Regions from separate parts of the Hordeum vulgare genome. Here region 1 is linked to region 2. Evidence: chromatin contacts called from public Hi-C data. All regions are on one chromosome and are shown on one strand. Each heading gives the region's core, a stretch centred on a gene start, on an enhancer-like site or on the middle of the called end of the contact. The rest is flanking DNA. Distances are from core to core; before and after follow the strand shown.

Evidence for each region. Hi-C and Micro-C count contacts between places; a contact is called where the count stands out from the background.
Region 1: a Hi-C map of leaf shows a contact between it and region 2, with 3 times the contacts expected there. The contact joins the promoter of LOC123446916 here to the enhancer-like site in region 2. A contact is called at or near these places in 2 of 6 Hi-C or Micro-C datasets (leaf and seedling).

What each region holds. Positions count from the first base shown.
Region 1 is chr4H:548,549,963-548,556,008 of MorexV3_pseudomolecules_assembly, reverse strand. LOC123446916 (WAT1-related protein At1g68170-like) reads right to left here and starts at 3,698. Exons shown (of 6, transcript XM_045123461.1): 1 at 3,499-3,698; 2 at 3,284-3,346; 3 at 3,057-3,176; 4 at 2,544-2,952; 5 at 2,300-2,451; 6 at 2,010-2,191. The coding sequence starts at 3,698. The coding sequence ends at 2,020.
Region 2 is chr4H:547,825,534-547,831,762 of MorexV3_pseudomolecules_assembly, reverse strand. No RefSeq gene overlaps it. Among protein-coding and RNA genes, the nearest start is that of LOC123446911, 20 kb to the right of the region's middle. Within about 2 kb of position 1,387, at least 2 of the 3 cell types and tissues checked have open chromatin away from gene starts, as enhancers often do. A contact at or near this core is called in leaf, where this site is marked.

The DNA of each region.
Region 1 (6,046 bases), core at 2,449-4,948, 720 kb before region 2:
ATATATCCTCGCACTTAAAAAATATGTTTGTGAAATTTAAAAAAACGTTAACACAATGTTAAAAAAAGTCGCCTAGTTTAGAAAAATGTATTCCCTCCGTTCCAAAATAAGCGTCGAAGATTTTGTACTAAATTAGTACAAATTTTATACTAGATTAATGACACTTATTTTGGGACACAGGAAGTATTATATATCATTCATATCAAAAAATCAACATGTGTACTTGAAAACTGTTTAACATGAATTCAAAAAAATATTGAAATACATATTTGAAAAAATGTTAATCACATATTGGATACAGGTTAAGCATGTATAAAAATTGTTGCTGATGTATACGAGAAGTTTACATTTTGAATGAAAGACATGTAAAAAAACTGAAGAAAGAAATGAACAAAAGCGAAGAGAAAAGGAAAAAAGAAAGAGGAAAAAGGAAAAAAAGAAACCTTAAGGCCATCCTATGGATCCCAGGTCATTCTTTCTTCCTATTTCTTTCAACCTCGATCAACCTTTTTTTACTATTCCTTTTTTTTAACTTTCATATTGCAATCAAATCTTCCGTGCACACTTGTTGTAACTAGTAAGACTAGTAAGGGTGTCAAACTCGCTTGTTTCATTGTGGGCTAAGGCAATTTTGTAATTTATTTGTGCATGTGTTTATGTCACAAATTCCCGCTGATACGATAAACCCTAAGATCATTCACTTGAGAAAAAATGCCGCTTGCTATAAATCCTTCAATTGAGGGCCCAACACCTTCCTAGTTTAAAGGAATCATGAGGCAACAAAACAAGCTTGTCATAGTTGTTATATGAAGATCCAAGATCCTCGGTCCCATCTCCGCAATCACCTAGTAGTGCAAGACCACATCATCACTTGCGCGCCCGAACAAAGAACCACCATATCAGGAGGCAACAAGCCGATGCGGCCGCCTGTGTACCCGCGGATAGGATCATGTCCACTCGCATCTCACTACATAGACTACCAACGAGGCAAGAAAAATCCACCACCGCTACGACACATCCATGTCCTTTGCCTCAAGATGTCCTCCATAGATCTTACTTTAGAGCACTATCATTGAGCGTCGAATCAAGTCCTATACGCAACGCTGCTAGATCAAGGCCACAAGGCCCCGAAGCACCCCGTCATTGGCAGTAGCCCGCAATGGCTGACCACTGGAGGCCAGACCAGTCACCCGCACTACCATAGCCCAAAGGTCGCCACCATCATCGAATGCAGTCGACCAAGCCTGCCACTACCATGCCCCACAACCATGCATCAAGCGCGGCCACCAGATCCAAAGACCCCCTCCTGTCGCCACCTTCCCTCACGCTGCGATGACTTTGCCATCCCTTCGATGGTGTGATAAGTCGAGGAAGAGGAAGACTACTGGACAGTGGCTAGAGTACGGCCGTGTCGCCAGATATGCGCGCCGCAAGGGTAGGGACGAGGTGTTTTCCCACTTTGCTCTCCTGGTTGCAATCGAGTGTGTGTGCTAATTGTTACTTTTATCATGCTTTTGTTTGTGTTTGTGTGTCTTTTGGTTGGATCATTTTGATCTACGATTCTCTTTATCGGCAATTGTTGTTGTTCCGTTGTGCTGGTCCTTTGGGACTTTATCACGGTCATTACAGTAAGGTTTGTCCAACTTCGATGAGAGAGGGATGATAACGGCCACACCTTCGGCTTGCTTCAGTTTTTGGAGTAGTCGCTAGTTCTTCAAACAAGCATTTATTTTTGAAAAAAAAAATACAAACATGCATGTAATTTCTATTACTACTTGTGCTCTTGTACTATCATGATGTTTGAGAGTAGTTCCGAAATTTTCCTTGCATTTGTTTAATCAATGAACTTGCCTAATTTTCCAACAGGTGTAAAGACAAGATTTTTTTTCATTTAGATGTGAGAATTTGCAACCCTCGAATAAGAATGTGGAAGGTTAGGTTGATGGCGTAGCTTCATCATAATTGAAAGAAAATGTACGTAAGGTCTTAATTTCTCCGCTCCATAACATAAAAGCGTTTCTAAAGTGTAGTATTTTCCTCGTTATGCTTCACGGTTAGCCTGTGGAACGTTCCCAGCTCGTCGTCTTTATCAGTAAGTTTTGGAGCATCGGCTTCTTGTTCATCTTCCTCTTTGGCCTTGCCCCACAGCACCATGTACAGCCCCGCCACGATCAGCACAGCACCAAGTACGCTACAAAAAGAAAAAAATGGCAGCGCAAGCGCGACTCCCCGTGAGAAACTCAGACCGACTCCACCATGTTTAAAGGCATGTGATGCGAGTTACTGAATAGGGTATCACATTCCGATGTGCAGGGCCTCGTTAAGGACGACGGAGCTCATGACCGCGACGAAGACGACGATGAGCGGTCCGAACATGGCGACGTAGAGGGGCCCTTTCTTCTGCAGGCACCACGACATGAGCGGGAAGGCGCACCCGGACGCCACGATGCCCTGGACATACGAATCAAAGATCAGAAACGTGGCATGGGCGTGAAGGAAGGAAGCAGGGTTGGCATGCAGTGGCCGATCAGCTGCCTGATCACCGCGTAAGCCGACGAGTAGAGCCTGATGTTGAGCCCGAGCCTCCAGTGGCCGGCGTCCCTGTGGATGCAGAGCGTGAGCAGCGTCGACTGGGCCGCGCCGAAGACGCACACCAGAGCGGCGATCGAGTAGTGGCACGGGTAGACCTGGACGACCTTGGCCTGGACGGTGAGCCAGATCGCATAGCTGAAGCAGCCGGCGATGGCGAGGAACGAGCCGAGTATCCGAGAACCAACCGCCGGCTGCGGGCGACCGCCGCTGGCATGGCTCATCCCGGTGTGCGCCAGGCGGTGGAGGAACCTCATCTCCGGGCCCTTGTAGAACGTGAGCAGCATCGCGCCGCCCAGCCCAACCAGGGTTCCCGCCAGTTTCGCTTGACCGCTGGGCTTTCTGAGCTTCAAAGTCTCCATCCTGCTTCTCCGTTTTCCAAGTGGGGCCTGTGAGTCTGCGACTAGCTAGTATCCAGGAAGGAACTGAGATTGATTATATAGAAATCTTTGATTATGACGGCCGACCTGGTCAAGATTGCGACGATGAAGGTAGCTTGAGGGGTGAGGTTGCTAAGAGCTGTAACGATGGTCGTCGAATTCGTCAGCTTCATGGCAAGCACCAACAGGTTCTGGTTCATGGTGATTCTGCATTTGTATCAGATATGTGAACAAACATGGTGTTTCTTCTATCGACCAAATCAAAGAGTTCAAGTCTAGAGCATTTGCTAGCATGGTCATCAAAGAGAAGTTACCCGAAAAGTCCACACAAAAACAACCCTGTCACAACCTTGACGGTTAGTGGTGGCCGTTTCTTCCTAGAGATCACACCACACCACAACCGCATTAGTCAGCAACAAATCTTTCATGTGGACTGTGTTCTGGCGGAGTAGTGTCTGCTCGTCTCACTATCTTGTGTTGTGAGACATGTTTCACAAATGAGCGATGAGCGAGGCAAGAAGGCATGCACCTCTCGACGAGGAAGGCGACGGGGCAGAGGAATGCGGCGCCGAACATGGGCCTGTAGGCAACGAGGACGCGGACGTCCATGCCGTCGTCGAGCGCGAGCTTGATGAAGATCTGCATAGCCGAGAAGACGAGCTCCACCACCACCATCGCTGCCACCGGCCGAGCGGCCTCCAACACGCCGCCTGCTCCAACGATCCCCATGCTCCTCACGTGGAGCTCAGGGATGGGCTAACAGCTCAGGAATGAGCATGCCTACGGCCAGCACGAGATCGATCGACCGATGAATGATCAGCCGGTAGAATTACACAAGTAATAGTATATACTGGTATTCGTCGGGTCTGCCCTAGCGATGTTAGCCAAGCGCATGTCCTTGTTTTCGAGTGCGCGGCAACAACAACACTCAACACCGACGAAATCCGCACGTCCTCGGACGGAGGAGCGGTGGCAATCTGACATCATAGCGCTGGTAATGCTGCTGCGGTGCTGCCGTTCTGTATGCCCAAGTCAATTCATCAGTATTAAGTTGAATATCTATAATTATTATCAACAAATCACATATATATACAGTTGCGTACCTGCGTATATTTGTGGGGAAAACGAAATTGAGAAAATGAGGCAATATTCTTCCGGTGGAAGGCGGTGTTTCGATTGATAGTGAGACGTTTATAATGACTTCGTCAATCTTAAAATATGTTGACTCGGTCTATCGAAGATATCTATACCTAATAATAAAGCGGCAATTGCTTCCGTCGAAAAACCCACTACAGCATTTTTATAAAAAAGCTCCTCTGTAATTTTTGCTATTCAATCCGCGCTCCATCATTTATGTGCAACGCAAAAGGAAAAAACGATTCGCTGCAAAAATTATACCCGTACGCATCGCCTTCTCCCGTCGACCCTGGGCCACCCTGGCTTGTGCCCAGGCCGCCGCCACACCACTCGCCGCCGCGGCCGACCTCAACCGCCATCGCTGCCGATCTCAACCCACTCGCCTCCGCGGTTGTACCTCTCCCCGCTCACTGCCCCCGTTGCGGCGCTCGAGCGCATCTCGTCGACCCTCGTCCACCCTGGCCTGTGTCCACGCCGTTGCCACACCACTCGCCGCCGCGGCCGACCTCAACCACCACTGTTGTCGATCCCAACCCACCCGCCTCCGCGGTCGTACCTCTGCCCGCTTGCTACCCCTGTTTCGGCGCTCGAGCGCAGCTTCTGGATCAAATCAACGCGACAGCTACAACGACTTGGGATGATGCGTCTGCTCGATGCAGAACGGCGGCGGCGCACGTATAAGGCGCGGCGGAGCGAAGTACTTGCAGGTGAAGGCGGGCCTCCATGGCTCACACGGGGAACTCCGAGGTTATGGTGCGGCAACGACGACTCCTTATGGCCAGATGGAGGCGCCTAACCCTTGCTTCCCTCATCGTATCCCCTCCTCCGGCAGGAACTCATCATCTCGTGAGATCCCCTCCCCATGTCTCCCATCGTGTGCCAAGCACCGACAAGAAATTTTGTTTTGTGGGAATTTGTTTGCTGATGAATGAATGTATTGAATGTAAGATTGCATTGTTGTAGAGAGAGAATGGAATACCACCTTCAGTTTGTCATCTGATCCCACATTCTCTACCCCATGAGTGAAATAAGATAACAGTCCATTGATCAATTCACGTAGCCTCTTTGTTTTGCTTTGCTTGTCCCGCTCAATTTCTCATCATGGTGGAATTAACAATGGACGGGTTGATTTTTCAACAAAATAGGATAGGACTCACTACATTAGTTAGTTAGCTTATTATTTTAATAAATTAAAATGATTATAAAAATATTAAAAACGTGTGGTATATTTTTCTCCCGTTACAACGCACGGGCCCTTTTGCTAGTACATAAAAATAGGATATACATGTATGTCTTCATAAATTTATTTTTAAAAAATGTGTGTTCATAAAGATGTGTATGTATGTATGCATGTATGTACTTTTTAAGTAAGGAAATATATAGTCGTTTAGATCACTAATACAGAATCCCAACGGCGGTTGGTCGAATAACGAGTGGAACGTTTGATCACATCCGCGAGAGAATTCGAACGAAGTTGCAAGGTGGTGTTGAACGGATGCTCTCTTGTACGGGCCGCGAGGTGAGACTAAAAACGGTTGCACAAGCTATTCCAACTTTTAGCATGTCCTGTTTTAAACTTACTAAGAAGGTTGTTAAAAGTCTTGTTTCGCTGATGGCGAAGTATTGGTGGAGTTCTTTGGTGGATCGGCGGTCGTTGCACTGGCTGTCATGGGATGCAGTTTCTGAACCAAAGGGAAAAGGGGGAATGGGTTTCCGAGATCTGGAGAAGTTCAACTTGGCGCTTTTGGGGAAGCACGGCTGGCGGTTGATGACAAACCCTAGCTCGCTGTGTGCCCGAGTTTTAAAGGGAAGATACTTCCCGAGGTGTGATTTTATGCAAGCCACTGTGCCAAAAAGCTCCTCTGCTACATGGTGTGCTATCATGGAAGGTCGACAAGTTTTGCAACTAGGTCTGATCAAAAGAGTGGGGGCGGGGTCTA
Region 2 (6,229 bases), core at 138-2,637:
CCGGCGTCTCCCGCCTTGTCAAGCCGAAGACGGAGCCGGGACTCCTTCCCGTCAAGCAAGAGCACCTAGGCATGGCCGCCGACGACGAGACCGCCCTTAAATGGGCGCGGGGTGACTACGTCTAGAAGGAGATAGAGTGTGAGCACCACACCCTTGAGGAGATCGCCACCTGGCGCCGCGGCCGCAAGGAGGGCGGCGGCGTCAGCCTCGACGACAACAATGAGGAGGCGTCGGGGCCTTCCAACCCCGTTCGCCACGGCGACCCAGGGCAGGGGTGCAGCAAAGACGACGGTGGAGCGCATGAGGACGACAATGACGACGGTGACTATTGTTGGGTTTAGTCCCACATCGGTTGTGGGAGGAGACATAACATGACTTATAAGGGTGAGGGTGTCCCCTCCTAATAGGCTAGTCTTTTGGAGGGAGAGGGTCCAAGGCTTGTCATAAGTCGGTGTTGCTCTCCGGTTGGGCCTGTTGACGCATGTGGGTCGGAAACGCTGGTGTTAGCGGACCCGGGATTGCGTAACAAGTGGTATCAGAGCCCAGATGCCCGGAATAGATCTCGGTAGACTCACGGATGGTCGGTCATGGTTGGTGGGCTGGAGATGTTGGTATTAGCGAGCCATAGGCGACCGATGTGTGAGGAGGAGACATAACACGACTTATAAGGGTGAGAGTGTCCCCTCCTAATAGGCTAGTCTTTTGAAAAGAGATGGTCCAATGCCTGTTATAAGTCGGTGTTGCTCTTCGGTTGGGCATATTAACGCATGTGGATCGGAAACGTTGGTGTTATCGGATCTGGGATTGCATAACAATTATACTAATTTCTACAAGCTTTTCGACATGTAAAAGATAACGCTATTTTAGGTCCGTGTGGCTGAACGGCTGAAAAAAAACTCTAAGGCCGGACGAGTGACAGAATTACTGGAAACACTCTAAGGCCGCACGAGTGACAGAATTACTGCCGGCACGGCACCCATGCGGCGAGCCTCTGATGCCGATGCCCCCAGCTTCGATCACACATTGTTGAGTCGAGCAGACAGACGGAAGGTGGCATTTCGCTGCCGCCCAGCACCAAACCATTTCCCAAGGTTATATATAACCCGCGAGTCAGCGTCGTCGATCGGCCGGCAGGCCGGCAACATGTGGTCTGCATCCTCGTGAAGGCATCATGCCCGCCTACCTTCGAAAACGAGTCGCTCTAGCGTGAATCCATGATGATGTTGGTTGCCTCCTCCCGGTTGCCTTCTTCTCCTCGAAATCAGGGGGAGATTTCCAAACTTTGGTGCCTTGACGAAACAGGGAAACCATCACCTCCTACTCCTAGCAACCATGTGGTTGCATCTAATCTCTAGTGCGTGGACTGGGTCCCCTGCACTTACGCTGGGGCCCCCCTGAAGTGGCCGGTGCCCCCGTTCGACCAATGGACGCAGCGGCATTCGAAATGGCAGTGTACTGCTGTACTTCGGAGAGGCGGTTAAGATTTTAATCTATACGCCAGTTTTCTCTAAGTGCTATACTCCCGTTGCGCATCGGGATAATTAATATGTAAATTTAGAGCAGGTCGTGCACTTCTTTACCTGTACCTGCTCGTTCTGCATCAATGGCGCATTGCTGGAGCAGGGACAGACGCTCAGGTAGATCTGCGTGAGGGAGGCAAAGTCAACCGGCAGGAACATGATACAGTTTCGAATCTGTATGCGGCCGTTATAAACAATTATTCGGACTTGAACAAGCTCAGGGGATTCCCGTGTATGCAGTAGTGTCACGAGTACGGGTACATCCCCGTGCAAATGCAAGAAGATATAACCGCATGGGCGTCTAGTGTTTGGCTGGCTCATCCTAAGTGCAAACATGTTTAGTGCAATGTTTGCCAGGCTCTTGACGACATGGGCGTCTAATGATCATGCGATAGATCCATGCACAAATACTAAGTTCTTGAACAATAAATTTATGAGTAAAACGCATGATAAGTCCTAAATGCAACCGTAAAAACAAGGGGAAATACCCTCGTCCAGTCGACAGATCTTTTTTGCTCGCGACGACCGTCTCCATTGTCGTCGGATCTCAGACGGCTCAGGAGTGTTTCCATGAGCTTTCACTATTCTTTAACTAGGCAGTTGTTTCAAAAAGCATATCGCAACAAACGATCTGTTGCAAGAAAAATTTGCAACAAGAGATGTGTCAAAAATATTTCGGTAACAAAACAAAGCAATTGTTTCTGCAACGCGATTGTTGTTTCTACTAGGCGATCGTTGTTTCAGGAATTATTTCTACAATGCGGCTATAGTTTCTGCAACGCGGCCGTTGTTGCAAAGAGACGAACGCAACACAAGCCTTGTTGCGAAGCTCACTGGAAGAAGATCGGACGGTTGGCGAGCTCAGATCCTGCGGCTATCAAGGCGGAGGATGTTTTCTAAACATCACCCCAACTCTCTCTCTCTCTCTCTCTCTCTCTCTCTCTCCCTCTCTCTCTCCCTCCCTCCCTCCCTCCCTCCCCCTCTCTTTCTCCCATGTCACCATCAGTGCCTCTACACCCTTGTAATAGAGTTGGCCGTGTGGGTCGTTGTGTGGGCGCGAGCATGACCACACTTGGGAAATTGTCACGACTGCTGAAGGACGCGGAAGAGTGCGCAAAAACTGCAAAGTTGGCATAAAGGTGATCAAGAGTGACGCAACCCCAACAACAATGACATGTCGGTAGCAATTCGATGTTCTGAGACGTGTCATTCTACCACTCTGTAGTGAGATTGAGATGACCGTTCTACTCTCCTTGCTGGAGCTCAAGCCATCATGCCATTGATGGCCTCTGTGATGTCGCTTCCAAGCATTATATGTGTGGGAGAATACGACGGCGTGAGAATGAGGTGAGATAATACTCTAGGGGTTTTGTTTGATATTTACCTATTATAAGTTAGCTTGATGGGCCAATTGGGTCAACGTGGGAACAATCCAAGCATCTCCAAGCGACACATCGGTGGGTCAATACTGGTCATGCAAGCTTAAGATCCGAGATGAACAACTACGAGAGAGGGAGTGCATCTACATATCCTTGTATATCGCTAAGCGAAAGCGTTGTGAAACGCGGTTGATGTAGTCGAACGTCTTCGTGATCCAATCACGAATGTTTCGATCAAGTGCTGAACGGACGGCACTTCCGCGTTGAGCACACGTGCAGCTCGATGATGCCTTCACCACCTCGATCCAGCGAGCGAAGGCGAAGTAGTAGTTGAGTTCTCCGGCAACAAGATGGCATGATGCCGATGGTGGTGGAACGATCTCGGCAGGGCTTCGCCAAGCACTACCACGATTTTGACGGTGGAGAAATACTAAGAGAGAGAGAGAGAGAGAGGAGGGATGCGTCGTGGCTTTCAGGTGTCGGCTTGGGGAGAGGCATTATTGAATGAGGGAGGGAATGCAATAATGGTTGTTTGATTTGTAGAATTGCCATCCTTGGGGAGATCCTAAGAAATTCTTCATACTATGTTTTGGAGCTAAGTCGGGAATGGAATAATGGTTGTTTGATTTGTAGAATCGGCATCCTTGGGGGAGATCGTAAGAAATTATTCATACTATGTTTTGGAGCTAAGGCTTCATCCACTCAAATTTCTTTTTAGAATTAACGTGATTTTATTCTGGTGTGTTAAATACATTATATGTTAACTGGTGAAGTTTTCAAAATTTATACTTCTCGTGTTCCAAAATACTTATAGTAGTTTTGGATTCAAGGGATTTGTTAAGAAATTTTGAAGGATTCTAATGCTTAGGATTTTCTTTTTTATGTGGGTTGTTTGATTCTTAGGATTATATTTTGTAGAAAAATTTCCTTAGGATTTATTTGCAATTGTTTCCATAAAAAACATTTGTACTATGAGGGTTTGATTGTACGGAGAAGTGCGGTATTCATCTCATGAGGTAGAAGTGGATGGAAATCGTAAGGAAAATTTTATGTGAAATATAACCCAAAGAATCAAACAACCACACATAAAAGAACATCCTGAGGATTATAATCCTCCAAAATATTTTACTCATCATATTACTTGTCGAGGTATTTAGGATAACAAATTCTTTAAATCCAGATGGGACCTCATATTTGTCCAATAGTATGACATGTCACTTTAATTCATTGTCTTTACTATTCCGACACATGTATCTAGATCATTAATTTAATCAACTTAATAAAAGTCATATGTAATAAAAAATATATCATTAAAAAATTTAGATGTTTTATTTTCTAGTGATATAATTCTTATGTTAAGTACTATAATTTATATAAGTTAAATTGATGATCTGGCTTGTGTGACGAAGGAAGTGCTATTTTAGAAGTCCAGTGGACCAAAGAGGTCCTGAAATCTTTCGTGTCTATTCCAGCGTATCCCGTCCTGTGGATCAAAGGAGTTGCCCCAAGGAAAGATCAGTAAAAGACCCTGGGGTGACATTTTTAATTCTTATTCAGACACAGTACACAGAGTCACAGACACAGACAGGCAAAGATGAGGCTACTCAAGCGCGACGGGAACACATAGCTCTAGGTCAAGGGAAGCGTGAATAAAGGCACTTTGAGATCTTCAAACTCTATGCACAAGGGCGCAGTGCAGGCCAGTATCTGTAAATGTAGGTCGCGTCAAATCATATCACATCAACTGTTTGCTTTCTTTCTACTACAGACTCATTCGGGCGATTGAATGATCTCCGGGTCTGGATAATGTCCATGCAATTGTACAAACTTAGTCGTCAAGCATACTACATAATCTACTTTCTTCTTCTTAAAAGTTCCATTAAGGTTAATTTTAACGGATCAACCCAAACGGACGATGATTTTGTCTTTTCAGACATGAATGTTCGCTTCGGCGTTTGGATCGGCGTATACGCCCAACGCTGATCCGATCCATTTTTATCGACGCGTGAAAAAATAATAATCAAGCATACTTAAACATTTAAAACCGGCCACGAAAACCGGTTACATTATAAATGAAAAAAAAACTAGGCGTCCTCGTCGGCGACAGCGAGGTCGGGCTGCGTCGAAGCGGGGGCGGGCTGTGCCAGCGCGGGCAGTGCTGGTGTCGGCGATAGCGCAGCACGGGTGCGCTCGTTCGCGAGGGGCAGCGACATCTTAGCATGGAGGTAGGTGGCCTCCTCCGAGAGCAGCGCGCGGGGGTAGGCGACGATGGTGTTCTGAACGAAGCGAGACGTAGCACGGGCGCGGTCGTGCGCCTGGCGCATCGCCCTCTTAGCCTGGAGGTAGGCGATGACGAGGTCGTCGTTGTCCATGGCTGCTTGCTAGGGTCGACGACGAGAAAACAGAGGGGTGGCGAGATGAGTACGGGTGGAGTTCTGGAAGCAGATGTGCGAACACCACGGGACACTCAGATTGAAAAAGGCCGACCGTGGTCGCTGACGCGTGGGTCCGAGGAGGGCGACCGTCATAAATAATGTTGATCACGGTGGTTGGGGGTGGACACCGAGAGGGCGCACGCACGTCGGCTTCGCGTCCACGCCGATGCATTTTAGTCCCAAATTTGGACCAGAAATGGGTCGGCACGGACACGGAGCGGACGTAGTTTGAAAATGGGTCGGCGCGTTGGCCATCTGTTTTATCCGCGCCGATCCAAACGGACGGCGGCGGACGAAATGAGTTGCCCCATTGAAATTGCTTTAAAGGACTATATACGAATATATATAGACATACTTTAGAATTTTTTTAAAAAGACTTATATTTAGAAATAGAGGGGTATCAGTTTAGCAAAGAGCCAAGAATAGCTAGTACTCCCTCGTTATTTTTTGCATGAACATCAACTACAAAAATATATCAAAATTCACAATATTAAATTAGTATTGTATTACAACTGTTTATATTTTTCAAAATAAATTTGATAAAAAAAATGTAGTTTGACTACAAACATTTTTTTTAGATTGACGGGAAAAACCCCACAGCTTATTATATTTCAACTCAAATATGACTTGACGCTCGGTACAAGAACATGAAACACATACGGGACACAAAAGAAAATTACAAAGAAAGGCATCCAAGAGGATAGCCCAACACTAGAAAAAAGAAAGAAACAAACAAAGGGGAAGGTTGGTTACAGCAACCAAGCCGACCCCCCCCCCCCCCGGCCGACACCTCTAGAGCGAGCTCCACTCAACAACTCGGTCCACCACCGATAAATAACCATAACAAGGCCTAGGAAAAAAGTCACGCACCAGTCCAACAATTCGCAGGGGAACA